7 separate regions of the Mus musculus genome follow, and all the other regions are linked to region 7. The links are chromatin contacts, called in public HiChIP or PLAC-seq and promoter capture Hi-C maps. All regions are on one chromosome and are shown on one strand. Each heading gives the region's core, a stretch centred on a gene start, on an enhancer-like site or on the middle of the called end of the contact. The rest is flanking DNA. Distances are from core to core; before and after follow the strand shown. Region 1 has its middle 20 kb from the start of Gm41432. Region 2 holds the start of B3gnt5 (UDP-GlcNAc:betaGal beta-1,3-N-acetylglucosaminyltransferase 5). Region 3 holds the start of Lamp3 (lysosomal-associated membrane protein 3). Region 4 overlaps Lamp3 (lysosomal-associated membrane protein 3). Region 5 has its middle 3.4 kb from the start of Gm41432. Region 6 has its middle 50 kb from the start of A930003A15Rik. Region 7 holds the start of Klhl24 (kelch-like 24).

Region 1 (4,192 bases), core at 1,590-4,089, 380 kb after region 7:
CTATATTTACAAAATCACTTTGGTTCAGGGTGGGTTTTGTAGAAATTAATTTTCCTGCAGGGTAGGAAGGCATGGGGGTGGGGGTGGAATTGCTGCCATTTCTTTTTCAGGAAACATTTACCTCCTATCCTGTCCTTTCTACAATACCCCAGAAGGATACTGAGGCTAATGAGAAAGACAGTGCAGGATCTATCTAGAACTGCTTGATAAATTAGTGAATTCTAGTGACCGTGAAAGGGTGTGCTGAGTCTTTTAACACTAAATATCCTGAAGGGATTTTTTTTTCCCTAGTATGAGGAATTAAGTCTGGGACCTTGAGTATAAGGGTCCAAAATTGATGAAAGAAGACTCCAGACTCAGAATGCAAAAAGAAAGACATTTAGGCCGGGCGTGGTGGTGCATGCCTTTAATCCCAGCACTTGGGAGGCAGAGGCAGGTGGATTTCTGAGTTCGAGGCCAGCCTGGTCTACAGAGTGAGTTCCAGGACAGCCAGGGCTACACAGAGAAACCCTGTCTCAAAAAAACCAAAAAAAAAAAAAAAAAAAAAAAGAAAGAAAGACGTTTAATCTGTAGAAACAACCAGTATGTTGTGGGAGTCAACCATTTTTTGAAATGGGGACCCCAGACAAAGGCGTGAAGACCTTCTTGTAGGGAACTGGGGGAACTCTCTAGAAGGACTGGGTAATCTAAAACTTCACTGGTGGGTGCTAGGGAGTCATAGGGGGTCAGTGGCCCGCATTCCTATGTCATGAATGTTTAACCATAGGATGAGATAAGGCTGCCCAGCACAGTTGGCCCATTCTGAGATAAGATAGTTTCCCATTTTGTGATTATCCCCGGGCTGTTATTTGGGAGGGGGCTTTGTGATTTTGTTCTGAATTTTATGGTCTATCTCTGGAGCTGGTCTTTTATGGCCTAGTTTCTGGGACTTACGGTCTGTTCCTGGAGCTGGTGCCTTACGGCCATTTTTTTCTAAATCAGGCCTGGTCCTTAAATGGAGACAAATGGGGCTCTTGTTGTCCTTTCATGAGGCTTATGTTGTCCTTTCATGAGCATGTAAATGAACACTCCAGCACTGAGCTCTGGCTTGTTCAGCCCAGACAGGATCTGAGCTGCCACCTTCCAGTCTTTGCCTTCCAAGTACCTGACATTATTTGCTTGCCTTACAGGCCTGTTCAGGAATCTCTTTATCAGAGTGTGGAGGTTTAGCTCCTGACGTCAGGTCTGGGAATGGATCCAGGGCAGATCCAACTCTCCCCCTTTCAACTTGTTCATAACTTTAAACTTGAACACTTAGATGAGACTTAAGTGCTGTTCAGACCAAATTTCTACCCAAAGTATAACTCTTTCTGGGACAAAGAAAAACCCTCTAGAAATGGAGGCCACAAACCTCCTGGGGAAGCTTAACAAGGTGGAAATTGCACCCCCCCCACACACACACACACACTAGGCAGACAGCTCTCTAGCTCGCTTTCTCTCTCTCTCTCTCTCTCTCACACACACACACACACACACACACACACACACATACACGGCAGATAGCCCCCCATACACACACACACTAGGCAAACAGCCCTTCCCCACTAGGCAGACAGCTCTCTAGCTTGCTCTCTCTCTCTCTCTCACACATACACGGAAGATAGCCCCCCCACACACACACACACTAGGCAAACAGCCCTTCCCCACTAGGCAGACAGCCCCACACACTCACACACACACACACACACAGGGACAGACATACACACACACTAGACAGACAGACAGACAGACACACACACACACACACACACACACACACACACACACACACACACACACGGCAGACAACCAGTATGGGGCATTCTTGGACCTCCAAGGTCTTATTTAAGATCTGCCTGGGATGTCACCTACTGTGACTTCAGTGGAGACAAATAAAGAGGATAAAATAGGCCTAAGACCTCAGGGGCAAAAATGAGGGTGTCTGGTCAGAAAATAAAGAAGGCACTGTGCTTGGTGATCTGATCGCTACTTTTCATGTTGCTGTAATTAAATACCCAACAAAAGTAACATAAGAGGGGGGTTGTTCCCACCCTGAGGGTACATCCATCACGGAGCAGAAGGCCTGGCAGTGGCAACAGTGGCAACGGCAGCTGTATATCAGCGCACTTTCTCCTTTTTATTCATTCTAAAACTCTAGCCCATGGAATCCAGGCAAAGAAAAGAAGAAGAAAAAAAGACGACCCTGCACAGAGCCTTTACCCTGGAGCGTGGCTCATTTTCCGTTGGTAGTAGTCAGAGGCAGGAAACTTCTAGCACTGTGGATGGACAACAGTGATGTCTACCCAGTCTGTGCTTATTTAGCGCCAGAATTGTATGGGACCTTCAGTTTTAACACTTCACTCAGATTCCTAAAGTAATTATCTGTGTCTACCTAGGCTCAGGACAACTTGTGACCTAGCGTGTAAACACTTCTCTCTGACCCATGAGTTTCTACAACACAATCAAGCCTTTCAATCTTGAGTAAAGCACACCCTCAGAGTAATGTAAAAAATGGAGGGAAGCAATTTAAAAATATTTTAAGACTTCCCTGAAATTTTTATACAGTGTATTTGATCATATTTATACCTTTCAACTTTTCTTGCCTCTGCCTTTACCTTCCTCCCTTACCCAACTTGTGCTCTTAGCTTTTTTAGTTCAAATTCCATTATTCAAATGGTTGGGTGTGGGGCCAGTCCTGGAAATTGGCCAACCTACCAGGAGTTACACCCTTAAAGAAAACTGATCCTCCCAGATCCAGCTGTCATCAAAAACAAATAGCTCCTCTGCTGGGGTTGGACTTCCGGCCAAGGTCCACCAGGAGATTCCTAACATTCCTTAGAGTTAAAATTTGGTTTTCCCACTCTGGTGCAGGCCTGTGGCCTTGGTCCTGCTGAGATGCTTAGAAGCTTTATTTAAAAAGTCTGGGTCCCCATGAAACCCTACAATACTCAGGCTTACCAGGACATTTGGTAGTGAAAGACCCACAACGTGAGGACTCCCCCATGTTCTGACTCAGGAGAGGCGACACCCCAAATCACTCATAAGAAATGGTCTTGCTGCAAACTGCAAGAGGATTTTTATTCAAGAGTGATCTCGGGGGCCCACGGTCATACACCATGCAGGGGTAGAGGACCGTGGCGCGCCAAGTAGCTGGGTAAGGGGGTATTTAAAGGAAGAAACCACAACTCAAGGAAGTGGGGAGGGCGTTGTTGGTTAAGAGTCCCAAGGAAGTGCAAAGTCACAAGAGTCACAAGGAATACCTGGTAATTGTGCAGGTTATCTCTCAAGACAGTTTCTAAGAGCCCCTAACAATAGCACATTTGCATAGCGGGTTCCAGCAGTGGTCAGGTTGACTTTCTTTGAATGAACACTCTTTGAACCCAGGAAGCGGGTGGGTGGATGAATGTCGCTATCTGTTTTATGATTAGCATACCTTGGAGCATTAGTCACAGAGGTCATATTCCCAAGCCTGGGCCTAAAGGCCTAGAATTTTGTTTTTACGTTATACTTTCAGTAGGAGTGGAGTTATTGACCCTCGTCATTTTTAAAATCAGGAGTGCTGATAAAAGATTAAAGCTTTGAAAGGTTCCAGTCCTCCCTGTACCTGCCTATGGCCGCCACTAGCTGCTCCCTGAGTCCACTCAGGGTGAATATGCCGGCTACACTTAAGCAAGCTTTGTTAAATGGGAACATGGAATGTCACTGTACATGCTTCTTGTAAAATTACCTAACAGTTGTGTCTCGGCAGCTAAGAGTTGTAGTAAATATTTAATCTCAAAGGGGGGTTCTACTCCACTTTGATCACTCTGTTCCCAGATAAAAAGCACACAACTTTTATTATGTATAATAAGCCTTTAAAGCACTAGAGATGGGCAGATATCCACCCTCTAAGATATTAGTGTCTACTTCCCTACAATTTATAACTAACCATGTTCCATCTGGGCTGCTCCTTTTTTTGTTTGTTTGTTAATTCATTTTCTTTTTTTTAAGATTTATTTTATTTATATGAGTACACTGTAGCTGTCTTCAGACACAGCAGAAGAGGGCATAGATCCCATTACAGATGGTTGCAAACCACCATGTGGTTGTTGGGAATTGAACTCAGGACCTTTGGAAGAGCAGTCAGTGCTCTTAACCACTGAGCCATCTGTCCAGCCCCTGGCCTGCTCTTAAA
Region 2 (3,832 bases), core at 180-2,679, 340 kb before region 7:
GAATGGGAGGACCTCCTTTGCCTGTCCCCTGGTGTGTGTGTCTGTGTCTGTGTCTGTGTGTGCGTGTGTGTGTGTGTGTGTGTGTGTGTGTGTGTGTGTGTAACATCATACATCATGGGCCTGTCATACATACATATATCTGTCTGGGCCCAGAGAGGTCATTCTGGGCCTCTTTGCCCTTCCTCATCTCTTAGCCTCAGGTTCTTTAACCATTACCCCTCCCACCCCAACTCTACAGCTCACTAATTTTTCTACTCTGGATTTTTAGTAGTAGTAGTAGTAGTAGTAGTAGTAGTAGTAGTAGTAGTAGCAGCAGCAGCAGCAGCAGCAGTATTATATGTATCCCTAGGCTAACCTGATACTCACTATGTGATCAAGGCTGCCTTTGAACTCATGAAAATCATTCTGAGTGCTGAGATTACAGGCATATGATACCATATGGGTTTACTTTTAAAATCATTAGTCCACATGTCTATTTGTATAGAGGTTGGAAAGGGGTGTGTGTGTGTGTGTGTGTGTGTGTGTGTGTATATTTTCTCATCAGTTCATATTTCCCATGTGCCTACCTATATAAACTGACACATGTAACTAGTTCCAAATGACCGAAAAGGAACAAAGTCCCACTTGAATATATGTATGTGAATACAAAATACACATGTGTTTTAGGGAGGACCATATAAAGGATTAGTCAGGATTTAAGAAGATAATTGGGGGGTGATTAACCCTGTAGGAACAATGAATGCTCCTCTTTATAGATCACTGTCAGACTCCATTAGGAGTCCCATTACATTAGTATTTCTGCTTGTGGTCTTCTGGACAGGTGAGTTAACAGCGAACCATGCCTTGTGTGAGTAACACATGAAAAGAATTTCAGGATTGGAAATACGCTGAAGGGCTTTTAAAATGCAGTTGCAAAATCTCCTAAAACTAGAGTTTGAAATAACAAGTGTGTTTTAAACTGATTCAGCAACTACTTTGAACTTACTGACTTTTACAATTACAAACCCATATTTGGACTTGACATTTTTGGATTTTTTTTCTTGTCCTGTTTTCAGTATGTATAACTACAAAACTGCTCAAAATAGGAGCTCTATTGAATGCTTCTATAAGGAAAAGTCTAGAACAGCATTTTTTTAAGCAAGCAATTAGCTACAAAAAAAAAAAAAAAAAAAGATTTATTTACTTGCTCCTTCAGCTGATGTCTACACTATCCTGATAATGTCTGGTTACAGGCCGAACAAGAACTTTCCTTTGGGCTCAGGTGCACATTTGGTCTTCTGAATCTATAGTTTAGTTATTAGCAAACAAGTGAGGCAATCGCTTCCTGGAGTCCTCACAGATAGCACTTTAGGGCGGGGCACGTCACCTTCACAGACCGGGGTAGGGGAGGGGCGGGGCTGAGCATTCCCGAGGAAGCCTGGAGTGGAGTGACCAAATAAGCAGCTGGAGGCTCCTGCGGCTGCGCCCCAGCCTGAGTGAGCCAAGACCCTTAATCAGGCCCGCCCCTCTCAGCCGGCTCTAGCCGGCTCCAGCGGGGTCTCTCTTGGAGCCCTGCCCTAGCTTCCTCGCTTACAACCGAAATTTAGTTTGCAACTTTTGTTCTTGAGACTTTTCCCCCAGGGCTTCTAGGAGGACAGCGGACCTCTGGGACATTTAAGGACTTGGGTTCCTCGGTGAGTTTTACAATGCTTGAAATTCCCTGGGTTGGAATGTAAATCAATGGGGAGGCTGAACACAGGGGAAGGGTCTGCTTTTAAAACGAACTGTTGCTGTGCAGTCATAAGGCGTGCAGTCTTCGCTTCAAATAAATGTGCGTTTCCTTTCTTTGTTACTTAGGCTCCCAGGAGCTCAAGTCCTAAGTGTCCTGACAGAAGACCGGCGGGCTCTTAGGGTTTGCTAGGAAACTACGAGACGATGGGAGAACCGCTGTCCACTCAAAACCTTCAGCTCGGAAATGACTAACTGAAACGTGGTTTGGATGAATGGGTCTCCAGTCTTAACCAACGCCGCTCCTGGATGAAAGGTCAGTCACTGCCCACCCAAAGTGCCCGCTGCATCCTACTGTGAGCCAAGGTCCCTCTGTCGGGGAGCGTGGCTTCGCAGTCTGCTTTAGACCGGGCACTCTCGAAGCCCCTGCAGAGTCTAAGTCTCTGGCTGGGCTAGCTTTGTGCCGGCTCTGAGGTTCTCCCCGAGGCTGCTAGCTGAGAGTCCCGGGACCCGCCCCACCTCTAGCTTCCCCTCCTCTAGCCCGGACCCGACCGGGAGGCGGGAAGGGGTGCAGAGGGTAGTCCACACGGGCGGCCCGGGGGCATCAGGGTGGAATGGTCAGGAAGACAGACGGCTCTTCGTTGCGAGCCGGGGCTTCCCGGTCCGGAGGTGCAGCGAAGAAGGGAGAGTTCCCTCGGCGAGCGCCTTTGTTCACTGCGGCCTGGTGGGCGCGAGCGCTGGGCGGCGACCACCCTAGGCCTAGCTGCCGCTTTTGTGCCGCAGGTACGATCCGACCCGCGGGGTCCAGAGCACCGGATTTACCCGGAATGCCAATGGGGAGAGGTGGCTGTGGTGTCGCGAAGCCAGGTCCAGCCTTGGCGCATCTTCAGTCTGGGTCCTGAGATTTATCAATGCTGGATTGAATTCGGGCTGACCGCCTAGGGTAGCTTGCACGTGAGGGAGCTGACCGGCTCTTTGGAATAGCTGCTAGCTGGAAAAGAAAAAAGAAAAGAAAACGGGAAAGCAGGCGGGTAGGAGAAATTGGGAAAAGATCTTTCTAATGAGAATCTCCTGTTTACTCCCATTTTCTTTAATATACTAGTAAAGTGATTGTTCAGATACCCGTAGATAAAAGTAACAGCTTTTGATTCACATTCTTTACAGCAGTAATGGTTTTCTTAGGTTATGGGTCATGTTACAGGGACACAGATGCCATCACAAGGTAGTCAGTGGTGGTAGAGCTAATTTTTAGGCTAACTTTCTGGTGAAAGTACATTCATTAAAATTAGATTTGCTCCTCTGTGCCTTTATTTTGGGAAACAGTCTGGTCCCCAGGGGCAGAGATGCCAGGAAGTGGTATATGAGAAAGTGAAACTGGCCCAGAAAAGTATGATTGAAGGTAGTGGTGCAGAAAATGACCCCACCCTTAACACTGAAAGGGTGATTTGTAAACAGTTGGTAAGTGTGGACTTCATCAAAAGGCAGCAGGGGATACAGGCTTGCAAGTCTGACTTTGGGTTCAATCTCTAGCACGAAGGAAAAGTTTGTCAAAAGAAATGTAGGGCATAGTGGTTTTGTTTTTGTTTTGTTGTGGTGGTTGTTGTCGTCGTTTTTGTTGTTGTTTGGATGAAAGATAAATTCAGTAACTAAAGGGTTTCCATCATATTCCTAAACCACTTTTCTTCTGTTGCGCTCTCTTTGCCTCTCCCCATCCTTGCCCTTTCCTCCCACTCCACCCCCACTTACATACCAAGCACTCAGCAAAGATGAGACTGACTGTGCACACCTGTAGATCTTCTGAGGAAGGGTTCCTTAGACATTTAAGATGATCTCCATGAGTGTTATGATGAGTACACTCTGAGACTGCAGCCCTTCCTGGGAGAAAAGTAACCCTATAGATCCTTATAATTGCTTTTCTTACAAAGAAAATTCAGAAGATGGGAAAGGGTTTTCAAAATGAAATCTAGGCCCTATTGAGTAAAAATGCACTTACATATTTCATTCAAAATCTGAATCAAAACTCCCTTTATAAAAACGGATGTGTCCAAACAGAGATTTATGGTGAAAGTCTGTAGATTTCTAATTCTCAGGTCTGTAACAGCTTGGATAATAAGTCATGGATTTC
Region 3 (4,221 bases), core at 275-2,774, 390 kb before region 7:
AGGAATATAATTAAAATACGTTTAAGTTTAAAACTTCTTTTAAATAATGAAAATATAATAAAAAAGAAGAAAAAGTGATGCCACCTAATCTCAGAAGAAGAAAATGTTCATTTCTCATATGTAAGTACTAGCCAATAAACAATTGTGTGTGTTTAGTGTATCACTTAGGAAAGAACATGAAATTATAATAACAAAGACAAAATGCTTACTAATGTATTAAACACACACACACGTAAATATTCAAAGTCCTGCCTCTTCTTCCTTAGCAATGAAAGTTTAATAAGCTAAGCCTGTGTTTTTTGTAGTAAGGAGCCTTTAATCCTACTTTTACTTCTAGAGGGATGAGAGTCTGTGCATAGGCAGCAATTTTTACTTTTTCTTCTAGCTTAAAACATTAAGTTGTGGGAAGTTATTCCCACAGTGTTAGTTAGTGGATCCAAAGCTAAGCTAACACGACCATTGTACTACATTGCCAAATTAAGTCTTTTTTTTGTGTGTGTGTACTTCGGAGAGCATGAAATTATAATTCTGAAAGCATGGCACAAACAAAAACTACTTGGATTAAGGCAGCTATCATGACCGCACAGCTTCCTTAAGATTCATGTAACAACTGAGGCCACAGTGTCCTCCACTCCATGTAAGCAGTGGAGTGTAGACTAAGTCAGTGATCTCACAAGCTAAATTCAGTAGTTGTAGGAGGAACTGGAAATTTTTTGATACACTTGCTAGTAGAACAGAACAAGAACCTGATAGAACTCATTATCTTTCGCACAAAATACTCTAGTGAGATTAGGTACTTAAATAGCCATTTAAAGCTTGGCTCCCAAGGCTACTTCTCTGACTTGATGTGCAATAGCACTATCTTAATAACATTTTTGATGCCTCAGTTTACACCTTTGTGAAGTGGTAGAACTGATCAGATGACTTTTGATATATCTTCACATGTCACTATTTATATAAATAAACAACATATTTAAGATAAACAGAGGACGGAGTATGAAACCAGCTACAGCTCCAATTCCTAAGCTCTAGCCTAGTTCTCTTAAATCAACGTGATTTTTATAAACTCACATTGATATGGTATCTGTACTAATATAGGTGTCATAGGCAATGTCTTCTGGTATCGATTCCTATTCTAACTCACAGAAATTCCACTCAAACCATAAAGGCCCATGGAAAAAAATAGGTCTGCCCCACCTATGTAAGATAACAGATTTTAAATGTTCTCACACTAAATACCTGTAGTAGCAGAAACAGCATCTATAGCCCTATAGCCCTCCCTGCTTCACCTTTGGTCCAGGACACCTACATGCATTTAGATTTAAGAGAAATGGATAAAGAATGGCCACCACAGCAAATGGGGTGTGTCACTTACCAGTCAGGGACAGGAAGAGTACAGCTACTGCAGAGATCTGCCCAGGCATGGCAGGTAAGATTATTCTACCACTGTTGTGTGCTTGAGTCTTCTGTAGGAATGGACTCAGTTTCAGAGCAGATCCACAGAACACCAAGGAACACCAAGCTCATCCACTTATGGCAGGGAAACTGATCTCACATCATGAGAGGTAGCTAATAGAGCCAAGCTTTGTTCTGTACCTCATAGTGAGAAAGTAAACACTTACCTCTTCCTGGAGTGTTTGAAAGAGATGAAAGTGTGGGTGGGGGCTAGTTAGGGTGAAGGGAAACAGAAATTATTTTTCCAGGAATGGTGGCAAATCTGGGGCATCTCCTTCCCTTATGAGATGGGTCTCCACTTTTTTTTTAACTAGATGTTTTCTTTATTTACATTTCAAATGTTATCCCCTTTCCTAGTTTGCCCTCCGAAAATCCCCTATCCCTTCCCCCCTTTCCCTGCTCCCCAAATCACCCACTCCCATTCCCAGTCCTGGCATTCCCCTATACTGGGGCATAGAACCTTCGCAGGACCAAGGGCCTCTCCTCCCATTGATGACCAACTAGGCCATCCTCTGCTATATATACAGCTAGAGCTACAAGTTTCACTATGTGTTTTCTTTGATTGGTGATTTAGTTCCAAGGAGCTCTGGGGGGTACTGGTTAGTTCATATTGATGTTCCTTCTATGGGGCTTCAAGACCCCTTCAGTTCCCTGGGTACTTTCTCTAGCTCCTTCATTGGTGACCCTGTGCTCTGTTCAATGAATGGCTGTGAGCATCCACTTCTGCACTGGCAGAGCCCCTCAGGAGACAGCTATATCAGGCTCCTGTCAGCAGGCTCTTATTGGCATCTGCTATAGTGTCTGAGTTTGGTGGTTATTTATGGGGTGAATCCCCAAGTGGAGCAGTTTCAGGATGGTCGTTCCTTCAGTCTCTGCTCCAAACTTTGTCTCTGTAACTCCTTCCATGGGTGTTTTTTCCCCCTTCTAAGAAGGATTCTGAGCTTCTGGGCTAATATCCACTTATCAGTGAGTACATATCATGTGTTTTCTTTTGTGATTGGGTTACCTCACTCAAGATGATATCCACCAGATACATCCATTTGTCTAAGAATTTCATAAATTCATTGTTTTTAATAGCTGAGTAGTACCATATTGTATAAACGTACCACATTTTCTGTATCCATTCCTCTATTGAGGGACATCTGGGTTCTTTTCAGCTTCTGGCTATTATAAATAAAGCTGCTATGTCTCCTCTTTATGTAATAGCTTGAAACCATTTCTATAAACTTTTGCCAGCCAGTTTCTCAATCACAAAGTTGTGGAGTAGTTCTAGAGTACTTTCTGTGTGCAAGGCATGCCACTGTGATGTTCATTGTTTCCTCATTTTGGAGGGTGTGTGTGTGTGTGTGTGTGTGTGTGTGTGTGTGTACTACAGAATAATGATGAAAAGCCAAGAGGCCACAGCAGAGTTAAAGAAGTTCTGGGATTAAATATATTTTTCCATTTTAATCAGTTCTATATATGTGTTACTTTATAAATATACAGACATTTTGATATATCTTATATTAACTTCTAGTTTAACTTTATGGTTAAAACAGTTCTAGAACTTAAATCTTACAAATTTTTGAGACTTCTTTTCTGACCAAGACTGTGACTATATTCATTTTATAGATTCTTACAATGAAGTACCATGGATGAGGCAACTCAGATGCCAGAAATTTACTTTCCTAAAATTCAGATAGTCTAAAGTCTGAGATCAGTCTATCACTAGGCTTATTTCTTCTAAGTCTAGTAGACTGGAGGCTATGGTCATCCACTGTGCATGCCTGTGTTCTGCTCTCCAATTCTTATGCCTATGCTTACAGCCTCATTTTACTTTTCAAAGACTCCATCTCCAAATATAGTCACATTTCAAGACAAAGGAGTCTTTTACCAATTAATCTGTTGGTGGAGAGGAATGATACATTTCCCATAACAATGGGTTAACTTACTAAATTTTAGCTATGCATTTAAGAAGAATACATTACCACACTTGTGTTCAATTCCTGTAATAAACACCGTGGTCAACGCAACTAGAAGAGGAAAGGATTAATTTCAGCTGGTAACTCCCAGGTCACAGTTCACTCCTGATGAAAATTGACACAAACTCAAGTCAGGAACATGGAAGCAGAAACTACTTCCAGTAAGTATAGAAGAATGTTACTTACTGGCTTGCTCCAATGGCTTTCTCAGGTTGCTCTTTCATACAACTCAGAACAACCTGACCAGAAGTGGCACCACTTCCAGTATGCTGGTCCCTCCCACATTAACAGAGAAAACGCCCTACAAATCTGTTCACAGGCTAATTTTATGGAGACTGAAGACAGGTAGTTCTCTAGGAGTTCCCCAGGACTCTAGTACCAGATTAGGACTGCTAAGTCCTCCAGTCTCATGAACTGAATAACTACTGGATTCTTGGCTTTTCTTTCTGTAGACAGCCATTGTGCTACAAAGCCTGAAAGCTACTTTAAAATCTGATATTTTTTTTCACTCTCTCAGTTCTGTTCCTTTAGTGAACCTTGACTAATATAGTTTGTAGTAACAGGAGTGGTTCTATAGAAACAGATTTCTAAGTTTTAAGTATCTAAAACACAGTCTGCAATTTGGCAATACCTATAGATTGAATAATACCACCGTAGCATGGATAACATTGGAAGCCCATGTTTAAAAATATTTAAAGGAATAACTGTGAGGGACAAGAAATTCAGTGACTTTAGGCAATTGGTTGTAAAATACAGAAAATTGTGATGGTGCCTGGTTCCTTCTATTAGCTGTGGATAAACTACA
Region 4 (4,027 bases), core at 153-2,652, 430 kb before region 7:
CAGCTGAAGTTGTGGTACCTTTTACTAATGCAGAGATTGCCTTTGTATGGGCACAAGATGAACATTGGCAAAGAGCAGACGGTATTACTTAGGAGAGATTAAGAACAAATACCCCATTTAAAAAAAGAAGAAAGGGGAGATTAAAAAAAGAACAAATACCCTAAAAGCAAGCTACTTCAATTTGTAAAAAGGAACTAATTGGATTTTCCCTCTTATAATAAAAAGAACTCCAATTTCTGGAACCTCAACATTTTATACTGATGCTAATAAATTAAAAAAGGGAAGATACAGTTCAAAAGATGTAAATAAAGTGGTTGAGGGTCCCTATAAGTAGGATTCAAAAAATCTGAATTATATGCAATGCTTATGGTTATCAGATTTTCAAGAGTCTCTTAATATAGTAACTAACTCTCAATATGCAGAAAGGGTTGTTTTACACATAAAATCAGGATGATTCTGAACTGAATCCACTATTTACTCAGCTACAACTAATGATCAGAATTAGGAGTCATCCACTATATATAACACATAAGATCCCATACAGGTCTGCCAGGTCCTCTGGCATAAGGTAATAATGGAATTGAAAGGATGTGTGCTACAGGCTTTGGAACTCCATTTAAAAAATGTTAACAGTAAAGGTTTAAAGAAAGAATTCTCTATCATCCTGCAGCAAGCCAAGGAAATTGTGAAGCAATGTCCTACTTGCTCATTTTATAATCAAACTCCATTACCCACAGAAAGTAACCCTAAAGGTACCCAAAGAAATGAAATTTGTCAAATGGATATGTCCCACTTTACAGAATTCAATAAACTGAAATGTGTCCATCATACTATAGAAACATATTCAGTATTTCAATAGGCCACTGCCTTAGCTTCAAAAAAAGCTGATTCTGTAAGTATGCATTTGTTAAACATTATGGCCATTACAGGTATACCCATTATAAATTAAAACAGACAGTGAGCCTGCATATGTCTCTAATAAGATGAAGCATTTTTTTACATATACTGCAGGACAAGTTCCCATCTGGTTTGTAAAATAAACTTCAATTGGTTGTTCCTCAAGATGGCTGGTAGCATCATAAGTAAACACCTCCACTCTGTTCTGTAGAGCTTTACAAGGGTCCTTGACACTTCATATCTGGGAGTCTAGAAAAATAAGTGTTTGACGTAGGAACAAGGGGACCACATCTCTCTAAGCCAGATGTGTGCTATTACCTATAAGTCACTTAGAAGAAACCTAGACCCTGCAGGATCTCTTAAATCTTCCATATGCTTCACTCAACCCCTTAGGAATGTGGAAAGAACTAAGACACCTCCAAAAAGGGCAAGTGCATTTCATAAGTAAGCAAAAACCACAGTTGTTGCCAAGATTGCATAAGCTTCCTGTTTAAACTAATGAGTGTAAAAAGAGAAACTGTAGAAATTTTTCCTTCTTTGATCTCCTCCTCATCAAGAGCACTGTTCCCATGGCCCTTGTACCTTTTTCTTTAAATTTCATTCACACAATAGCTTTCTCCTTTTAAAGTGACCGTTATTCATAAAATATAGCATTTAAAGAATGGCATATATCTTTCCACTTGAGCATCACAAAAAAATTTGTTTTAATTACAAAATCTAGGAATATAGACTTGAGCTAAGGCAGTAACCAAATGGGAAACTTTTGGGTGATAGAACGGTAGGAGTTTGTGAGAGTTCAATGAGAAGGTGAATAGCAAAAAGAATGAAAGAATGTTGGTCTCTTCCTTAGGGTTTCTTTAACTATTAATTATTCCTTCCTTAGAAAAACAAAGAAAAGAGCTTTTATGCATTTGCTTGTGAGCATTCATAATGGTAACCAGACATGAGACAGGTCTTGTTTGCTAGATCTATCCCTTTCCTTCTTCACATAATTTTTTTTTTTTTTTTTTTTGCAGTTAGACAGTCAACTGTGTGCCTCATTCTGAAATCCCATGATTAATGTTAGAGGATATTTTGCAAGAAGTAAATATTTTCTAGAAGTTAGACACACTAAGATCAGTTTTTGACAGCTTAACTGTGGTGATACTAATATTAACCCTATGATGAAGACAAAAGGCAAATGCAGAAACTCTAAGACAGAAAGAAACCCTTCAAAAACACAGGATCCAAGCAAACAACAGCTGAACTCTTAATTTGATAAATGAAAAGGAAGGTTTTTTCCCTAGGCACATCTTTAGTTATATAATGGAACCCAAAGTAAAATAAGATTCATGTTAGAAGTTCACATGAAGCCTCTAAACATGTTTGAAAAGTACTTATAATGTTTTTGAGTTCTTATAAGAAAGATATTTTAGGTGATGTATATGACTATTCTGGTCAAACATAGAAGACTGAATAACACTGCTTTCTAAACATAGAAAAGGTGGTTGTGGTGGTTTGAATAATAATGGCTCCTGTGGGCTCATCTATTTGAATGCTTACTCATCAGGGAGTGGCACTATTGAGAAGGATTAAGAGGATGAAAAGGTGTGGCCTTGTAGTACATGTGGCCTTGTTTCAAGAAGAATATCACTAGGAGTAGACTTTGGCCTTCAAAACTCTGTGCCAGACCAGGTTCTCTCTGTTTTCTCTCTAATATCTATGGATATGGATATAAAGCTCTCAGTTCCAGAGCCATGACACCCTATATGCCACATGCTCCTTACTACAATGATAATAAACTAACCCTATGAAACTCTTGAATGCCCCCTTTTATGAATTGCTATGGTTATGGTATTTCTTCATAGCAAAAGAACAGTGACTAAGACAAAGGCTTTTCTAAAAAGTGACCTACCTAGCCCTGGCCTTCATCTAAAGCTAGTTTCACCTTGGAAAGTTCCAGACAAGCTCTGTGCTGTAGTTCAAATTCAAAGAAAAAGTCAGATGCATGTAAACTAAACTGGCTCGGAGACAATGTCCAATGATGCCTTATATTCCAGAAAAGTGACTCTGACAGAACTTAACTTCATTCTTGAATGTGGACAGAGCACATCTTGCTTTTCCCTCTCTACAAATGGGAAGAATCTATTAAAAGTCTTTTTTAAATCTCTTACTGAAGATGTTTAAAATGTCCTCTGAACATGCTGGAATTGTTTAGTCTTCAGCATTTATGAGAGGAGTGCACAATGTTTCCCCTCTTTTCTTGGTGTACGTGCATGTGTATGTGTGTGGGTGTATGCATGTGTGCCTCTGTGTGTGTGTGTGTGTGTTTGTGTGTGTGTGTGTATATTTGTGTGTGTGTGTGTGTGTATTTGTGTGTGTGTGTGTGTGTGTATTTGTGTGTGTGTGTGTGTGTGTGTGTGTGTGTGTGTGTGTGTGTGTGTGTGCGTTTAAATGAGTGAGTCAGATGAAGAGTCATCCTACTGGGGTAAGTTGGCAGGCACAGGTGGAGTTATATATATGGTTTTTACATGTAAGCATAGGGTGAGTACAGCCCTTAAAACTTCACAGAGTTATACTATGATAGTAAACCACATGATCTGGCCCCTTGACAGCTTCAGAATAAAGACACCTTGGAACTGCCTCTTAGGTCCTTAAAGTCTGCTTGTGACTTGAGGACATTTAACTTACCATTTCCAAAGGAGTCTCCTTCGAAATCAAAGGCCTGAAGGTGGATATTCATTGTTTTCATTTGAAGCTGAGCTGACAGCTGGATGCTCTGCTCACTGACACACTTGAAGGAATGCCCAACTACTGTCTCAAACATCATCAAAGTATTCTTCTTTCCCTGGTAAGTCTTCTCTGAAGACAAAGTAAAATATGATATGTGACAAACCTGACAATATTAATTGAGTTCCAGGTGCCACTACTATGCTCATGTATAGCCAGTTGCCTTCCATCAGTTGGGGTAACCTTAGAGTCCTGCCATCTTTTATTCATGAAAAAATACTCTAGGTGTACAGACTACTTTTATGGCAATTTTACCACTTTTGTTAAAATTAACAAGTTGGCCTAAGATGATGTACTAAATTATCTATTTATACTACTATATCATGTGATATAAATCTGTAGTTTTTTATCTATTATCTCC
Region 5 (4,105 bases), core at 703-3,202, 360 kb after region 7:
TGCTACTGGACTCCAGGATTATTTGGCGGGAATCGGCCCCCCCTTCCCCTCCTTCATAACTGCGTGTTGGAATAGTAAAATTGAGCTTTGATCAGAGTCCACTTTGACTTGGCTCCGTTCTTTCTTCCGTCTGTCTAGTTCCTCTCTTTCACCTCGAGCTGCCATCTCAGTTGTACCGTTCCTCGGGAGCTGCTGGTCGGCCTGCAACATGAACCAATATGTAAGCATATACACACACATACACATAAATAATTTTTAAGTATGAGAGAGAGAGAGAGAGAGAGAGAGAGAGAGAGAGAGAGAGAGAGAGAGAGAATGAATCCTCAGTCCAAAAGCTTAGGGTGCTTGGTGTAAACACATTTATTCTCTGAGTAAGGTTTCATCCCATGTGCTTGGTATTATCTCTATTCGAGTATCATACCAGTTAGTAAATTTAGCTTCAATAATTGTTGGAGGACAAACAACAAAGAATTTTTGTTTAGGTTAGAGTGTGCTCAGCTCTCAGTGAATAAGGTTAGGATTGGGAGAACAATAGGGTGGATAAGGATAAGGGCTAAGTACTCTATCAATGTTTATAAGAAAAAGATTGAAGTGGTTAAAGTAACTAGAAGTCTGGATACTTTAGGATCCACGGATGTTAGAAATTATTAGAGCTATGGGATATTATAGTTAAATGAAGAAGGGATAAGAATTTGAGAAAAAGGAAGAGATGAATAAGAAAGGAGAAGATAAAATGAGGCTGAACACTTAAGATACCTTCTGACTCACAGAGGATGTGGTATAGGGTCCTGATGGGTCAGACACAGATGAGACCCCAATGCCGAGAGAATGGACACAAACCTCATTCCTAACCCAGAAGCTAACTGTTCACAAAGGAAAAATTAGTTTTCTCTAATGGAGTCCCATTAGGTACACAAACTGCACTTAAGGGAAGTCCCAGCAGCAGATGGCCAACATAAAACAAACTTATTGGTATTTTTGGAGGTTCCTGGTCTCATAATGCTTTGTCTAGACTTCCTTACATGTCTTTTTCATATATATGATGGTTTCCAGTGTTGTGTTTTATAGGAGTTCTGTGAGTGTGAACATGTGTGTCTTTGTGTCTAAATGTGTTTCTTGTGTTTTTTCTTTGGCTCTTTTTCTTCTGTTTGTTTTTGCCCTATTCTGGTTTGTTTGTCAAGAGCCATCATAGGAGAAGCTAATAACTAACAGGTGATTTTCCTGAGATGAGTCCAACTTGGATTAGAATCCACAACAGATTTGCTCTGATAGGCAAGGCTCATGAGAAATTCATTTTAGGAAGGACTCCTGCTACTAATATGCTTCTCCTATTATTATTAAATATATAACTATCACTAAGTATTAGCCCACCCCTTTGAGCAGATCTTTACAGAACAATGAAGATATCTTGTAGTGGTGCTATATAGACAAATAGATAATAATTCTATAGAATTCCTGATTTGATTCAAATAATTTTAGGAAGGAAGTTTTTAGAGATGGACTTAGTTGCTAGAAAGATATAATAAAGTTAGAATCTAGAATAGAATGTGCCCACTCATCAGAATAGTAAGTAAAGGCTGCATAATAAGAAATACAATGAACTTTCATAATCACACTAAAAAGAGAAATAGTCTTTGGACAATTTTGTGTTCAAGGAAAAAACTTTTAGACCTAAGGATAAAGGTCACAAGTGTGCACTATGATAACGCACGGCCATGTAAAAACAGTTGCTTTGAACTTATAATGAGCATTGAACTTAATATCAACGTTCTTCTGTAACTCCCATTCTATGTAACATTTTATTGATGCCATAAATATTAAAAAAAAACAACCCGGCACGTACCCACACTTGTGCCTCTGCCCCAGAGGCACTGGCAGGCAATGGCCAGCCTGTTTTTATCTCATGGAGACTCTCTGGCCCGGAGCTCCGGAAAGGTCTCCACTCAACTTGCTAGGTACCCACTGACAGGTCACTACCACACCTCCCCCATGGCCTTTGTGGTGTACCTTAGGCAAACCCATGCTTTGCCATCCTACCTTTCTCTTTTGAACCCAAACAAGCCACCACATGAAGGAAAACGCAACACAAACTTAGTTCAGAAACGACGGTAACTCAATCTCTGGGCGCAACAACTAAATCCTAATCTTGTAAATCTTATTAAAATCTGATTCCTCCAGTGGCAAATCCTTGTGGATCAGCCATGATTCTGGGAAACTCTAGCAGCTACAACTTAGTCTCATGCCTTCCCCATTCCAAAAAGGCCTAACTTTCTCCTGCTTCCTCCTGCTAACCCAGAAGTCCCTCCTACTCGCCCAGTAATTGGCTCCTTTATTCATTAGGGGATTGGTTCACAAGAAGCCATCTGTGTACATGTGACTCACTCCTTGTCCAAAACCCCTCCCAGGAGAGTGGAATTAGCATACAAACAGCACCAGGCCCACCCACAACATTTTATCTCTGAGTTAATTATCTAAAGAAATATTTGTCTAAGAAGATTTAAGAAGGGCTGGTGAGATGGCTCAGCCGGTAAGAGCACCCAATTGCTCTTCTGAAGGAGTTTTTTTTTTTTTTTTTGTTTTGTTTTTTTGTTTTTTTGTTTTTTTTCAAGACAGGGTTTCTCTGTATTGCCCTGGCTGTCCTGGAACTCACTTTGTAGACCAGGCTGGCCTCGAACTCAGAACTCAAGAGATCCACCTGCCTCTGCCTCCCGAGTGCTGGGATTAAAGGCGTGCTGAAGGAGTTTAAATCCCAGCAACCACATGGTGGTTCACAACTATCCATAAGGAGATCTGATGCCCTCTTCTGGAGTGTCTGAAGACAGCTACAGTGTGCTTACATATAATAATATATATATATGTAATAGTACTATATAATATAATTATATATAGTTGTTATTATATATACATATAAAAATAAATTTTATATGTGTATATATGTATTATAATTATACATATATATGTATATACACATATATACATGTATGTATATGTATATACATATGTATATATGTGTGTATATATGTATTATAAATTTTATATATGTATATATGTGTGTGTGTATATATATATAAATAAATACATTTTATATGTGTGTATATACATATACATACACATATATATGTATTATACATTTTATATATGTATATATATATATGTGTGTGTGTATATATATATATACATATAAAAATAAATCTAAAAAAAAAGCCGGACGTGGTGGCGCACACCTTTAATCCCTGCACTCGGGAGGAAGAGGCAGATGGACTTCTGAGTTCCAGCACAGCCAGGGCTATACAGAGATACAGAGAAACCCTGTCTTGAAAAACTAAAAAAAAAAAAAAGTATAAGAAGACCACTGAAAAAAAATAAAGTGGTTGGTGGTTGGTTGAATGGTTTGGCTTAGAGAGGTTTGCCCCATTCATTCATCCATTCAAATGTATATATTTGTTTATATGTTTGTGTGTAACCATATGTGTATGTATGTAAGCATGCAGGCCCGGACACATATAGTGTTATATGTGTATGTAAGCATGCGTGAATACTTGTGACAGACTGTCAGGCCCGGACAGTGTGGGTATATGAATATTTGAATGTATATGTGTCTATACATATTTGCCTGTTGTATTAGGGTTCTCTAGAGTCACAGAACTTAAGGGTAGTCTCTATATAGTAAAGGAATTTGTTGATGACTTACAGTCTGAAGTCCAACTCCCAACAATGGTCAGCAGCAGCTGTGAATGAAAGTCCAAGGATCTAGCAGTTGCTCAGTCCCACACAGCAAGCAGCCAAAGGAGAGAGAGAGTCTTCCTTCTTCCAATGCCCTTATGTAGGTCTCCAGCAGAAGGTGTAGCCCAGATTAAGGTGTGTGCCACCACACCTTTAATCCCAGATGACCTTGAACTCCTGTCTTAATCTTCTGGAATTCAGAGCTACTATGCCTCAAGATCTCCATACCAAGATCCAGGTCAGAAACTTCTATCTCCCAGCCTCCAGATTAGGATCACTGGTGAGCCTTCCAATTCTGGATTATAGTTCATTCCAGATATAGCCAAGTTGACAACCAGGAATAGCCACTACACCTGTCAAAGCATCTTAATTCTTTTCTTTT
Region 6 (3,830 bases), core at 453-2,952, 260 kb before region 7:
ATTTACTTACTATTTAATGAGAATATTCAATAGAGAATCCTACACAACTTTGTTTAAAATGATATTTTTTAAAGCTTTAATTTTTCTTGGGTCATTATACTATCAGCAAATGTCCTAACAGGGGGAAGAAACATTGCTTTTCAATAGAGTTGAAATAATGTATATTCTTCACCTTCCACTTTCTGCTTTCCTCCTTCTCTTCCTTCTTTTTTTATACATAGTTTCCACTCCTATAGTCAATTTCATTCACTACTTATAAGCTTATATTAAGATTTCCTCAGCTACTCATAACCAATGATAGACTGCAGATAGAACTAAGAAACCATCAGGCATAATAATCATAATATCTGGCAAAATAGGTTTCAAAACAAACTGATCAGAAGAAATCAGGAAAGAAAAACTTCAAAATATAATATTACAGTCCTAAATGCATATGCTATTGCATCTAAAAATCACATATTAACCCAGACAGGAATGATAGTGGGTGATTTCAATATCCCACACAGAAGACTACACAAACTATTCAGACAAAAACTAAATAGAAAATCTCTGGAGTTAAATAAACCTAACATATATCTACAGACCATTCACCCAAATACTAAGAAGATCATGAAACTGTCTCCAAAATAAACCACACATTAGTACACAAATCAAGTCTTAACAATTATAGGAAAATTGAAATTACATCCTGCATCTGACCATCATGCAATAAAATTGAATATCAACAGCAAGATAAACAACAGAAAGTACGCAAATTCCTTGTTGTTGTTGCTGTTGCTGTTGTTGTTGAGTCTTTATGTGGTTTGACTATTAGAGTGATACTAACTTGATAGAAGTAGTTTGGGGGTACTCCGTTGTTTCTCTTTCTGATTTTGTTTTGTTTTGTTTGTTTGTTTGTTGCTTGTTTTTAATTTAAAAAGGGTTGGCTGGAGATGTTCTTTGAACATCTGGTAGAATTCTGATCCATCTGACGCTGAACTTTGCTAATTGGAAGGCATTTTATTATTATTTTTGTCTCCTCATTTATTTATTATGAGTCTATTTAGATTGTAAGTATCTTCTCGGTTTAATTTGGGGGACTTGCATGAATCTCGAAATTTATCCATTTCTCTTAGGTTTTTTGACATCATGAAATACATTCTTTCAAAGTATCCCCTTATACTATTCTGAAAAGGAGAAGCTAGGGGAAAGACTGACAAAATAGAGGACCCCAGAAACATAGACATGGTCACGATAAGGAACAAGAACATGCACAGTGGCTAAGAATGTTTGTGATGGTTTATCTTTGTTATCAACTTGATTTGACCTGGAGTCAACTAGAATACACACTTGCTGATGGGAGAGTGTTTCCCAGGAAAACTGAGGGCCGAGCTCTCCTCCAGCATGGCTAACACCTTCTGCTCTGGCTTACATATAAAGATTTCTGAGGAAAGAGCAGTACTGTGTTTCTCTTGCCTCCCTTTACTGTTGAGTCCAGCGTGGCTGTGTAAAGTGAGGTGTGACACAGGCCCTGGAACACCGCCAGGCCTTTGGTCCCCATAATCCCCACCTGAGCTAATGACTGCTGTTGGCCTAAAACTTACCTGCTCTCTCTTCTGTTTTACTTTCAATCTTTCTTTCTGGGGAATATACTTATTACTCAGATCTAACCACTCCATAATAAATGAAACAGATGTGGTTTCCAGAATGAGGAACAGAGGTGGTCATGAGGCTGTGGAGGATGAGGAACAGGCCTCTACTTGGGCCTTTAGGGCCATGGAAAAGGATTTAGATAACATAACTGCAGAGGCCATAAAAGCCTACATGGTCCTTTGTAGAAATAGTTCATTGCCAGACTTGGCCTTGGATTTGGAATGATAAGGAGATACATCTACCCTCCGCTCCAATGACTGCTGCATTAATTAGCCAGGGTGAACTTAGGGACATCAAGGATAGAGAATTAAAGTGGTCCCAAGGGAAAAAAGGCATGGATATATAAAATATAAGTGAATGATAGATGGGTTTATCATGTAGTAGAAAGGCTTGTAAATGATTTAGAAATAAATAGTATTAGAAGGAGAATATATGAGGCCATGGAACTACTAGAATAAGGAAATGAAGATTAGAGAATTAAAAGATGATGTAAAAAAGTTAGTACTTCGTTCTCCTAGTTATTTGAAGAATTGAAGATGATAATTAGAGAAAGATAACCACTTTGCCTACATAAATTTCAAAACTTTATGAAATCATTTCAACATTAGTATTCTGTCACCTTTCTATTCTTACATGAAAACGGTTATTAAAGGCTGCTGTCTGTTGTACCAGGAAACCACAAGAACTGTGCCAAGCTACCCATAGAGAACAAGCTGTTAAAAACCCATAAGGAAATATGCTTTTGCCTTGTGGTTAGTTTCTGCTCTAAGGAAATGGGGATGGGATTCTTGATCCAGGACTCATAGAATTTATGTAAATTTAAGAATTTTTGAAGATTATTAACAATGATCAAAGTCTTAATGATGTAATTCTTAAAAATAAAAGACTAGGTTCAGGTTCTCTGGTCAAGAAGGAGAATAAGGAAAAATGATGAGAATCTTCAGGGAACAAAGAGCATACCTGAACTGACAGCTTGCATCTACTGCTGACTCTAAGTCATTCTTGAAGCAGCATAGTTCCCATTCTCACCTTTCTCAAGACTCTTCCCAGCTGAAGCTGGATCTCAGTGATTCACTCCATGCTGGAGCCATTGTGCAGCTGCAATACCTCCCTCTGACATCAGAACCCAGCTTCTTCAGACTTCTGATAGGAGCTGAAGACCAGCCCTCTCTAGGAATCCTCCAGGCCTTCAGCATTGAACTAGAATGACTGATGCATAAAGCCTTGTGAACAGACTGCACACCATGGTTAGGTTATCCAGAACCTATCATATTAACCAATATAATAAATCACTCCTTTAATGTATATATTTATATGTGTGTAATGTGTATTTATATTTATCGATGTATTGTACCAGTATTGTTTCCGTAAAAAACCCTGACTAATTCAATGTTGGATAACTGGGTTTTAAACAGCAAACATTCTCAAGAATTCCAATTTCCCTGACCTTCTGCATCTTCATCTACATTAACTAAAGGGATATCAGAGATTCCCAGATCATTCACAATTGACTATATTTTTACCCATACTTAAGTTAACAGTCAAATAAACTCTTGCTATCTTTGTTAACTACATGGGCTGCAATATTAAATCCAGAATATCTGCTCAGTGAGTCATATCATAACCTCAGCCTGATACAGTTTTATATTCTCTGGTTCATTATCTCACACCCTTAAAATCTATTTGTGCATATAATTCCCAGACGTCTGCTTGACTGAAAACTCTTTAAGTCCCTTTAGTGGTATAGCATACCTCCTCAAGGACCACACTTCCTACTTTACCTCTATGGCTGATTCAGCCTTAACTCTAAAAGACAAAGATGAATAGGCACTGAGAGCCATCAGCATTGTTGCTGCATTATTTGCTATTTCATCCATGGTCATTCTACAAACAATATGGGTTCAATTCCCACTGGAGAGGGTGATACTGAAGGTTTGGGAGTAGGGATGCATTCTGGGATAAGGATGGAGATACTGCTTCCCAGACAAAATAATTCCACCAGAACCCAAACCTTCAATGTCCTTCCACCTCACGTGTATCCTCTCACACATCACAACCCCAAATTACAAGATCTCACTGTTTTCCAGTCCTTATCCTCACTTTAACTGCTTACAAGCTTCAAGGCTGGGACTTAGACTGTCAGTCAGTCAAACATATATTGAAGTTCTGCATTTGGGTTTCAACAAATGAACCCTGTG
Region 7 (3,602 bases), core at 452-2,951:
AAAAACGAATAAGTTCAAACATATCTCTCTCTCTCTCTCTCTCCCTCTCTCTCTCTCTCTCAAATCTCCCTCCAAAAAATAAAAAATAAAATAAAATAAAATAAAATAAAAATTCTATCACTAATGAATTAGAGGTCAGCCTCAGAAACATTAAGACGCTGTTTTGCAACCTAAATAAAGGATCTGGAGCAATGACCCCATTGTTAAAAACACTGACTGCTTTATGAGAGAGGATGAAGCCTAGAATTCCAGCATCCCTACATGGTAGCTCACACTCTCTGAAACCAACTCCAGTGCTGGGGAATCTGGTGCCTTCTTCTGGCCTCCATGGGCATTGCATGCAGGCACATGGTACACAGACGCAGACAAAACATATTTAAATTTTAAATTTTTAAATAAATAGAGCTGAAGAAATGACTTAATGGCTAAGAGCACTTATTGCTCTATCTGGATTTCAGCTCCCAGCACCTGCAGCTCCAGGGGGACCCAATGACTCTGATCTTTACCAGCACTCAGATAGCCAATACAGACACACACAAAGAATTAATAATAATAATAATAATAATAATAATAATAATAATAGACAATTTAAAAAGAATTCTAGATAGTTTTCCTTCAAGTTATGTATCTTGTTTAAATCAATTTGTGGAGAAGAGAGGGGAAGAGAAGGAAGGAGGAGGAAAAGAGGGGAGGAGGGGAAAAGGACGAGGGAAGGAAGGAGAGAATATGAAAATAAATCTTCTTGCTTTGACAAGAGAAAACCAAAGAAAGGACTCTCTAAGCTGATAGCACCAACTGGTCAAGCCAGAGTGGCAAGCAGTTTTACTGCAGGCCTAGCCATAAATCTTAGAAAAGTCAAAGAAAGGTCCCCCCCACTCCACCCCCCACCCCCGCGCCCCAGGAAGTACTCAGTAGGCTTTTTTTAAGTTAATAGAACATGAAAAGGAGACCTAAAAGCTTATCAAATGGCCTGCCTGTCAACTCTGCTCCTCTCTCTCTACCTTGTGGCAACACATCTAATTTTAACGGAGGCAAGGCTGTCTTAATGAAGTGCAGAAGGAAGAAGTACGTAACTTTTGTCAGAAGCCAGAACTATCCAAACATTTTCAAGAGCAGAGGACGGCCATCCTTGAAAAGGAATCTCCTAGAAACAAAACATCTTGAAGAAGATTCCATGTGCCTCGGAAAATAAAGGTTTGTTACAATTTTTGTTCAACTCCTGCATCTGATTAAGACAAAAATTAAATTAAATTTAAAAAGTAACTGAGGCTCTGATAGCGACCTTGACAGATTTACAAAGAAAGCGTCCTCTGCAATTATGACCAGGCTTCTAGTACACTCCACCTCTCAGGCCCTCTGATTTCCCAAGTGTGTTAGAACATGGTAATTAAAACAAGCCTTATTCCAAGCTCTAAGGTTGGCTAAGTCCTGGTCTTGTGCTTTGGCTTTGGGATGTAAAGGGCTCTTTGAAAACAATCAACATACCACTTCTGTCTTGATCAAGATGCATTCCTTTAATCTTATTCTACCTTAAATAAATGTTTGGAATTAGCAGCCCGGGGTTGGGTTTCCGCCCTCTAGCGGAACCCAGATGGCCTGAGAGCCCACCGGCAGTAAAAACTACGTCTCCCAGAATGCTCCGGGAAGGCGGATGCCTCCCCCCCATTGGCCAAGGGTGGGTGACGCTAAGTGTTTTGGCTCGACGGTCACATGTTTCCTTTGTTGTGAGCAGTGGCAGAGACTGGCGGTGGCTCGAGGAGACGCCGGCGCAGCAGGGACGGGGGTCGCCGCTCGTGCCGCTTCCAGCCTGCGCCGAGAGGTACCAGGGTGGCCGCTCCAAGCGGCATGCGACCGCGGCGCTGATCCCCGGCACCGGCGGGAGGGAGGCGAGGTCCCTGGCTGCCAGAAGCCCGATGCGGCCTCGGGCGTGGGGACAGGGCAGGGACGAGCCCCGCGGCAGCAATACACTTAGGGTGGAAGCGGCCGGAGTGTTTCGGCCTCGGACCTGGAGTTTCCGTGGGGTGACCGTGAGTGCTGTCGCCTAGCACGGATAAGGATCGGGGTGCTGGGGCCATAGCAGCCAGCAGCACAGTTGCGAAACATGCGGGGCGTGGTCACCTGACCGTTACCCGCCCCCGCGAAGCCTTTGTTTACCGGGAGCGCGGCCTCGGGCCGTCCCGGGGGAGCCCCCACCCGGCTGCCCGCTTCCTTCTCAGGGCCCTCTGCTTCTTAATTTAGTTCCCAATGTTCCCGCCCCCAAGCCCTGGGCACCCGAGGCGAAGATCGTTCGGGCGGCCGGGATTGGGCGCTGCAGGCGGGCCGGGCCGGCGAGTTCCGAATTTTTATTGGCAGGGGGTGGTAGGTGGGTGGCCCGTGCCAGGCAGTCCCGCCCTCGCCTGAAGGTGACCTGGAGGACGCGGGCGCCGAGGGAGGGGAGCAGCGGGGCGGTGGGTAGGAAGGGGGCGTGCCCTGCAGAGGCCAGGGGGTGGGGGCTAACCCGTAGCTCCTGGCGTAGGACAGCGCGCAGCTCTGCGAAGTTGCCCTTGCCTGCTCTGTCCAGCCTTAGGTAGTAAAGGATGACCCACAAGGCCACATTTGAGAAGCTTCAATATCAGCTCTAGCGGATTTTAATCATGTCAATTTTTTTTTCTGTTAGTGTTCTCAGCTGACACCTGGCACAACCACCAGATGGTTGATGGTTGATAATGGTTTGGTGTTTTGTTTTTCTTTATTAGGATTTAATATGTATCCCTTGCCACTAAAAATATAAACGGTGGCTTTTACCTTTAAAAAAAAAGATATTTTGAGGTTATTCACCTAAAAGTTTTTTGGTTTTGGATTTTTGAATGAGCTTTCTTAGTTTTCCCTTTTTGGGGCACACAATTTCGTGTATTAATCTCCCAGGTAATTGAGAAGTTTCTGATAAGTGAGTTGAAGGTGTGTTTGGAAAACTGTACATTAAGATAACCGAAAGCCCAGTCATTTCCAGACGGAGGATATTAAAGGTGGTTTTCCAAATCTCTTAAACTTATGGTGCAGCTAGGTTTTGTCATTTTATCTCAGAAAAGTTGAGTTTCTTCAGTAAAGCAGGTATAATATACTTAATAAAGCAGCCTTAATATACTTTTTAAAGATTTATTCTGTGTGGGTGTTTGACCAGCATGTACCCACCCACCTGTGTTCGGTGCCAACGAAGGCCAGAAGAGGGCGTCAGATCTCCTGGAACTGGAGTTCTAGATGGTTCAAGTTGTCAGCTGCCTTGTGAGTGCTGGAAACCAAACCTGGGTCCTCTGCAAGAGCACTGCTAAACCATCCTTCCAGCCCCTCTTAATATTAAAAATCCAAGTACTGATGCCTGTTAGAATAAGAAGTTGTCTGATCAGGACACATAGTCACTCGTATACTAAGGTTATTCAGATCTTAACATATACAAATGCAACCCAGTATACTTTAATAAGAACTACCTACCATTTGATAAGTTGAGTTTCTTTAAACAAAGCTTGTGACTTAGTCTTTAAACAGGAAGAAGAAAACAATATTCTGAGAGCTATCAGTTATATCTTAAACTTTCCTGGCTTTCGTCCAGATTGCCAAAACCTTAA

What was found. Promoter capture Hi-C pulls out the DNA fragments that hold promoters and counts their contacts. HiChIP or PLAC-seq counts read pairs in DNA pulled down with a chosen protein or histone mark.
Region 1: a contact with region 7 is called in an H3K27ac HiChIP or PLAC-seq map of extraembryonic endoderm stem cells. The contact joins the enhancer-like site here to the promoter of Klhl24 in region 7. A contact is called at or near these places in 4 of 484 Hi-C or Micro-C datasets (the HL-1 cell line and embryonic stem cells) and 6 of 115 datasets of contacts at active chromatin or transcription factors (embryonic stem cells, extraembryonic endoderm stem cells and trophoblast stem cells).
Region 2: an H3K27ac HiChIP or PLAC-seq map of cardiomyocytes shows a contact between it and region 7, with 8 times the contacts expected there. The contact joins the promoter of B3gnt5 here to the promoter of Klhl24 in region 7. A contact is called at or near these places in 21 of 39 promoter capture datasets (3T3-L1-derived adipocytes, the C10 cell line, the HPC-7 cell line and 15 more), 1 of 15 datasets of contacts at CTCF or cohesin (the NIH/3T3 cell line), 10 of 484 Hi-C or Micro-C datasets (B cells, embryonic stem cells and nephron progenitors), 29 of 115 datasets of contacts at active chromatin or transcription factors (the 230-238 cell line, DN3 thymocytes, SST interneurons and 14 more) and 4 of 9 other capture datasets (adipose tissue, embryonic stem cells, liver and 1 more).
Region 3: an H3K4me3 HiChIP or PLAC-seq map of bone marrow-derived macrophages shows a contact between it and region 7, with 4 times the contacts expected there. The contact joins the promoter of Lamp3 here to the promoter of Klhl24 in region 7. A contact is called at or near these places in 22 of 39 promoter capture datasets (the 3T3-L1 cell line, 3T3-L1-derived adipocytes, the C10 cell line and 14 more) and 4 of 115 datasets of contacts at active chromatin or transcription factors (bone marrow-derived macrophages, embryonic stem cells and extraembryonic endoderm stem cells).
Region 4: a promoter capture Hi-C map of the C10 cell line shows a contact between it and region 7, with 4 times the contacts expected there. The contact joins the enhancer-like site here to the promoter of Klhl24 in region 7. A contact is called at or near these places in 6 of 39 promoter capture datasets (the C10 cell line, the HPC-7 cell line, HPC-7-derived erythroid cells and 2 more), 1 of 15 datasets of contacts at CTCF or cohesin (large pre-B cells) and 5 of 115 datasets of contacts at active chromatin or transcription factors (bone marrow-derived macrophages, embryonic stem cells and large pre-B cells).
Region 5: an RNA polymerase II HiChIP or PLAC-seq map of embryonic stem cells shows a contact between it and region 7, with 9 read pairs. The contact joins the enhancer-like site here to the promoter of Klhl24 in region 7. A contact is called at or near these places in 1 of 484 Hi-C or Micro-C datasets (embryonic stem cells), 3 of 115 datasets of contacts at active chromatin or transcription factors (embryonic stem cells, extraembryonic endoderm stem cells and pancreatic cancer cells) and 1 of 9 other capture datasets (adipose tissue).
Region 6: an H3K4me3 HiChIP or PLAC-seq map of bone marrow-derived macrophages shows a contact between it and region 7, with 4 times the contacts expected there. The contact joins the enhancer-like site here to the promoter of Klhl24 in region 7. A contact is called at or near these places in 9 of 39 promoter capture datasets (3T3-L1-derived adipocytes, the C10 cell line, the HPC-7 cell line and 5 more), 9 of 484 Hi-C or Micro-C datasets (the CH12 cell line, the HPC-7 cell line, LSK cells and 5 more), 8 of 115 datasets of contacts at active chromatin or transcription factors (the 230-238 cell line, DN3 thymocytes, the SCID.adh cell line and 3 more) and 4 of 9 other capture datasets (adipose tissue, liver, macrophages and 1 more).

The regions. Positions count from the first base shown.
Region 1 is chr16:20,475,897-20,480,088 of GRCm38.p6, forward strand. No RefSeq gene overlaps it. Among named protein-coding and RNA genes, the nearest start is that of Gm41432, 20 kb to the left of the region's middle. Within about 2 kb of position 2,840, at least 74 of the 459 cell types and tissues checked have an H3K27ac peak or open chromatin away from gene starts, as enhancers often do. A contact at or near this core is called in the HL-1 cell line, embryonic stem cells, extraembryonic endoderm stem cells and 1 more, where this site is marked.
Region 2 is chr16:19,758,805-19,762,636 of GRCm38.p6, forward strand. It overlaps B3gnt5 (UDP-GlcNAc:betaGal beta-1,3-N-acetylglucosaminyltransferase 5), which reads left to right and starts at 1,430. Exons shown (of 4, transcript NM_054052.3): 1 at 1,430-1,673; 2 at 1,837-2,023.
Region 3 is chr16:19,704,841-19,709,061 of GRCm38.p6, forward strand. Lamp3 (lysosomal-associated membrane protein 3) reads right to left here and starts at 1,525. Exons shown (of 6, transcript NM_177356.3): 1 at 1,376-1,525. The coding sequence starts at 1,424.
Region 4 is chr16:19,669,824-19,673,850 of GRCm38.p6, forward strand. Lamp3 (lysosomal-associated membrane protein 3) reads right to left here. Exons shown (of 6, transcript NM_177356.3): 5 at 3,568-3,738. Among named protein-coding and RNA genes, the nearest start is that of Lamp3, 35 kb to the right of the region's middle. Within about 2 kb of position 1,403, at least 10 of the 459 cell types and tissues checked have an H3K27ac peak or open chromatin away from gene starts, as enhancers often do.
Region 5 is chr16:20,452,114-20,456,218 of GRCm38.p6, forward strand. No RefSeq gene overlaps it. Among named protein-coding and RNA genes, the nearest start is that of Gm41432, 3.4 kb to the right of the region's middle. Within about 2 kb of position 1,953, at least 18 of the 459 cell types and tissues checked have an H3K27ac peak or open chromatin away from gene starts, as enhancers often do. A contact at or near this core is called in embryonic stem cells, where this site is marked.
Region 6 is chr16:19,832,634-19,836,463 of GRCm38.p6, forward strand. No RefSeq gene overlaps it. Among named protein-coding and RNA genes, the nearest start is that of A930003A15Rik, 50 kb to the right of the region's middle. Within about 2 kb of position 1,703, at least 30 of the 459 cell types and tissues checked have an H3K27ac peak or open chromatin away from gene starts, as enhancers often do. A contact at or near this core is called in the 230-238 cell line, the HPC-7 cell line, acute myeloid leukemia and 5 more, where this site is marked.
Region 7 is chr16:20,095,853-20,099,454 of GRCm38.p6, forward strand. It overlaps Klhl24 (kelch-like 24), which reads left to right and starts at 1,702. Exons shown (of 8, transcript NM_029436.3): 1 at 1,702-1,819.